2 separate regions of the Zea mays genome follow, and region 1 is linked to region 2. The links are chromatin contacts, called in public Hi-C maps. All regions are on one chromosome and are shown on one strand. The core of a region is the stretch at or near the end of the contact, and the rest is flanking DNA. Distances in the headings are between cores, read along the strand shown.

Evidence for each region. Hi-C and Micro-C count contacts between places; a contact is called where the count stands out from the background.
Region 1: a contact with region 2 is called in a Hi-C map of tassel, with 2.3 times the contacts expected there. The contact joins the promoter of LOC100281633 here to the promoter of LOC103631635 in region 2. A contact is called at or near these places in 2 of 25 Hi-C or Micro-C datasets (ear and tassel).

Annotation. Positions count from the first base shown.
Region 1 is chr6:176,142,772-176,145,471 of Zm-B73-REFERENCE-NAM-5.0, reverse strand. LOC100281633 (60S ribosomal protein L18a) reads right to left here and starts at 1,367. Exons shown (of 4, transcript NM_001372482.1): 1 at 1,289-1,367; 2 at 1,055-1,170; 3 at 894-957. The coding sequence starts at 1,303. LOC100273370 (60S ribosomal protein L18a-like) reads right to left here. Exons shown (of 4, transcript NM_001147809.1): 4 at 2,292-2,551. The coding sequence ends at 2,492.
Region 2 is chr6:175,961,737-175,964,436 of Zm-B73-REFERENCE-NAM-5.0, reverse strand. It overlaps LOC103631635 (guanylate-binding protein 1), which reads left to right and starts at 1,431. Exons shown (of 14, transcript XM_020539652.3): 1 at 1,431-1,935. The coding sequence starts at 1,699.

The sequences.
Region 1 (2,700 bases), core at 118-2,617, 180 kb before region 2:
AAAAACCGTCGACAACTAACACCATTCAGCAATCAGCATACATTACAGAGTCAGCTTTGGCTATATCTATCTAAGGCGGGCTGCAAAAAAAACATCAATGAAACCCCTCAACAACTAAGAAAATTGTTAGGTAGCCGAACACCATGCAACAGACGTTACTGAATCAGCTCATTTTAAATTTGCCACCAGAAAATGTTACAAAATCAGGTCATCAAGGTTGTTAGGAAGCCATAGCTGCAACAGGATTTTTACATGAATTGAAAGTTTGGAGCTCTACACACAGCGGAACACATGCACTTCCCATGTTTACATTATGAGTGCTTGTCAGTTTTGACCCCGAATGATCATGTAATGGTAAAATTCAAAACTGACAAGCAAATGCAAACTGAAGAAGTGTGATATCACTTCAGCTGAAACAGAAACACTACTCCCTCAATTCTTTAATATGGTAAACAGCCCTCACTTCTCTAAAATGATAGTATTCAACACCACAGTTTCATGTAGAACACCACCCTACTCATTGCTCAAATAATCAGAGAGCAAACCTAGTCCATACACGAGTGACAAATCCAAAGGTGTACAGACCCCGAAATAAAATCTAAGATCTCTCTACATTGAAACAAGGGTAATCTCTACGTTTTTTAGCTCTTATTGAAGGACTACCGAACACATATATATTTCATCTATAGAACTTAACTAATCAATGATGAAGTGAAGTGAGACATTATGACTAATCCGCCAGGAAGGGCATGAACTTCACGGCATAACATCAGCAATGGCAACATATCAACGACACCTATCTATGGAATGCTGGCATTGCTAAATCATTCGACCGACACTAATTCATAAAGCGGAGCAACGTTCACGGTACGAGGGTGAAGGATTGGTTGTACCTCGTTGATGGCGAGCATCTGGCCATTGCTCTTCTTCACCTTCTTCAGCTTTCTCAGGAAGTACCTGCACGCAAGCAAGCAAGACGCCACCGTCAGAAATACGCAACGGAAAAAAACAATCAGAGAATCCTAGCATAAGCCCCAGGGTGTACGGCACTGACCAGAACTTCGACTTGGCGCGAACCTCGTTAGTGGCCCAGAGCTTCATGCGGTAGATCTTGGGGTGCTCATCGGTCGGGGTCGGCAGCGCGCGACCCACCACCTGGTACTGATGGAACTGCCGCACCAGAACATATAACAGAAAAGCGGTGGAGATCAGAAACACCGGGGAGAGAAAAGACGCGTCGGATCAAGACAAGAAGAGATGGAGGAGGCGGCGGCGGCGGTAGGCTTACCCTGTGGGCGACCATTTCGGCGAGCTCGCGTGGCCGGAGGGGCGGCGCAGGTCTCCTAAAACCGAACAGGGGAGATGGCGGCCGTCTTGGGAGGAGAGGGAGGCGGAGGAGTATTTAAGTGATCGGGCAAGAAACCCTAGCAGGCCGTGTGTCGTGGGCCTGAATGCTTGATTTAGTTTGTTCGAGTCTGGGCCAATAATATATCGGGCTGTATCTCTGACAACAATAAACTGGGCCGGGTAGAGGCAGGACTTCTCTCTGGTAAGATTTTTACTATTACGAAACATGGCACACGGTCGGCTTCGACGAAATAAAAGCCTAGGATAGTAGAGGGTTTCGATCATTTAGAAATCTACACTACGTGCAAACGTCGATATGGACTCGATCTTCGTATCAGGAACGTCCGACAGTGATTAATTTGCTTAGATGTCACGCTGTCAGCTACATGTTACCTTTGCTGCTTCCTGAGGTAGACGCCGAGCAGCTTGTAGTACGTCCAGCGTCGCTTCCCACCGGTGGCCTCAGCTGGTGTGGAAGCCGTCCTTCCGAACGCGTCGAACACGATGGGGTCCGTAGCCACGGCGGGCTCGGCGTCGCCATCGAGCCAATCAAACGCGAACGTGAGGTTCCGCACGAGGCGGCGCTCGAGGTAGACGAAGCAACACTCGGACGTAGTCGGCCTCACGCTGCTGCTCCAGGTCAGCGTCGTTCCGGGGCTGTAGATCAGGAGGTACGGCGCGTGGATCAGCGTCGACCCCATCCCTAGAGCACTGGTGGCCAACGTCGGCGACGTCATCAAGGTGCTCACCAACGGCAGGTACGCGCCGATGTACAGTAATTACTCCATTTTCTGGGTATAATTGACCCTTGATGTATAATACTCTCTCCGTTTCTTTTTATTTGTCGCTGGATAGTGTAACAGCGACAAATAAAAAGAAACGGAGGAAGTACTATATAATATCTGAGACGTCCAGTGCTGCATCTTCATTCGAAAACAGAAATTCCGCAATTTAAATAAAAGGTATCTTATTATATATGATGCAGTGCTGCTTACAAGAAGCAGATGGTACATTACTACATTTCAAACTTCATTGCAAAGTAGAATATATATGGACATAAGATCACATGGATGTTGCTCCACACTTTTTAGCACACACAGATATACAACGCAAATACACATTGATTGCCTTCTCTGGAGGCAATTCACCACACGTGCGTTCCTTTAGTTACCCCCAAGAGGATGGCAACGGCAGCAACAACGGCCTGCCACAGCAAATTAGAAGCAAAATCAGCAAACAAACAAACACGTTTAACAATTTAGCAGTCCTGTATAGTTCAATGGACATTTTCAGCAGATTACAATTCAAAATCAGTAATTAATACTAGTTATGCTTAGCAGATTTTTTTTTCCG
Region 2 (2,700 bases), core at 182-2,681:
ACAACACCGTGCCGTGCGTGTGGGGGATTAGTAGTGTGTCAGCTGCATGCATGGCATGGTGGAGCGTGCGTGCATTTCCCTTTTGCTTTTGAGGCAGCTGAAACCTTTTGTTCGGTACGTATACTAGCATCTTGCATCCCCGCGCGGCTTCCTTTCCAGTGCTGGCCTAGCTACTAGTGCTAGCTTGCTACAAGCTTCGCTTTCAATTCCCGGCTTATGAGGGTCGGTCGACTCACTCCAATGCCTTCTTTTTTTTCTTCTTCTTTCAACTTTCGTTCTCGATCATCGAGAGAGGTCGATCAGTCCGTACGTGTCCTCTTGTAATTAAATCCAACTCGGCACTGTCGCCATTATTTGTCTCCCATCAGTACTGCAAACGACCCACTCACTACACTACAGTGTTTGCTCTTACTGTTTCACTTGGTCTTACTTCAGCGCTCGGCTGCTGACTGAAAACACGCACGGCAATGTTTGCAGAGTGAAGTTTGATTAGGGAGAAGTAACGGGGCGCGCGGTCGACATCCGTCCGACCAAGCGGCGCCTGTAAGATTCTGTCGCGAACGGGCGTCGCACAAAAGAGAGTGCGATTCGCGTGGGCCGTCGGACACCGGCTTGCTTTTGCTAATCTGGTATGGATGGGACGTGCCCGCGATTCAGACAGGCTTGCTTTCCAGATACGGCGGGCCAACCAATAATGGAAGGAATGAGGAGTCGTGCTCACTCAACAGCTGCGTCATGGAATACTTCCTGAATGGGTGTGTGGGTGCCTTGTGGAGTTCTGAGGCGAAATAGTTCCTCAATGAGTGTGAATCGTGCCTCTCCGGTCCCTCGAGGACTTCGTGATGGAAGCCCACTAATCAAAATGAGCAGTCCAGATAGGCCCACGGAGGAAATGCGACTAGCAGTTCTCGCACCACTTTGGACTGGAGGCCCACCGTGACCTGGTAACGTTCCAAACATAATTCTGTAAATAGTCTAGTACAGGGCCTGTATTTATTGAGAAAACTTAACATTCTTTCACAACCGGTTAAATAATAGGGCTCACTAATTCAAGGATATTAGCGAAGGATATACACAGGATTATAGGGCTCACGAATCTTGGTACCCAATATTTTACAAACAAATTCCATATCATTGTAGCAACATAGCCTGGTAACTCTGATACAAAAAAAACATAGTCTGGTAACTGTCAACGCACATGTTTATCCGATGGCAAACACGTATAAAGTGAGCGTTTCTTTATACACGATATTTCTAGTAAGTGTACCATCTAGATTGGCCACCAATCCTTATAAAAAAATACACGACACGAACAAACATTTTTGTTGTTGTTGTTGCAGGGAGGAAGCAAATCTTGGTATCTGACCCGTGTTTAATACAAAATAATGGAATAGAAAAAAACAAGCCCACCCCACACAGCTCAGCACGGACTTGCTGAATCACAAGGACAAAGAAAAAGGCTTTCTGCACCGACCAAGGCCCAACAGTCCAGCTCAGCGGCGGGAACCGACCGACTCCATCCGCCGCCAACTCAAGCAACCGCGTCGCTTCGTCGATTTTGCTTAACCCCCTCCTCGAGGGAGGAGTACACTCGCTGCCCTTGCCGATTCTCTTTTTCCTCTCCCCGTCAGAAAACACACACAGGCTCACTCACTCACGGTCACGGGACCCTTGCCGTCGGCGGCGGGCGACCTCGCGATGCTGCAGATGCTGGGCTTCCGCGGGGGAAGCCCCAGCACCGGCGACGCGTCCCCCGCCATCAGCGGGGACGGCGGCGCGGCCGCGCGGCCGCTCCGCCTGGTGTACTGCGACGACAAGGGCAAGTTCGTGATGGACCCCGAGGCGGTGGCCGCGCTGCAGCTCGTCAAGGGCCCCGTCGGGGTCGTCTCCGTCTGCGGCCGCGCGCGCCAGGGCAAGAGCTTCATCCTCAACCAGGTACGACGCGCGACGGGGCAAGCTTAGGTTTTTTTTTTGGGGTCTGCGCATCTGTGGCGCGGTGCGCGGCTAGGGTTTCGGCGTTGTTTTTCTGAGATGGATGGCCCGCTGGTTTGTTCGTCGCTTCGAGCGGACCTTTGGAAATTGAAGCGATAATTTTCGCAACATGATTTGTAGGGTTTATTATTTAACCTTTTGGGCTCTAGGGTTTATTTACTGGTGGAGTTGTAGCTTTTACCCGCAATTTGGAAATATGTTGCGAGTTGACACTATGTTCGTCAGAAGCATTATTATGACACTAGAACTCAACATGGGTCTGAGTCCGACTTTCAGAATTAAAATCCATGGATTATTATGCAGTGTGGGACTGCGGGTGGTTTAATTCTTCATCAAATGGTTAAGGGTGAAAAGTTGTGTTCATATATTAGGTGTGTAGTTTTTGTTAGCAAAACCAGTGTTTCAAATGAAGTTTATGACTTGAACTACAATTTGGCCACCTTATAGGATTGTGATATATTATTAGAATGTTGTATTACATTTTATTAGGAAGTGAATGCTTTGCCTTTATCATAGGGAGTATTGAGTTTTTGGTTGTAGGTGTCTTCTCACCTTTTAAGGATTAGTGTGGTTATCATCGTGCAACTAGTCCGGGGAACCTTGTTTATGTTCTGGAATCATATGAATGTTACGCTTGCATGCGTGGTTGGTGCTTTAAGCATAGGATTCTGCAAAATCATACGAAGAATTGATTGAGATTGTGAGACA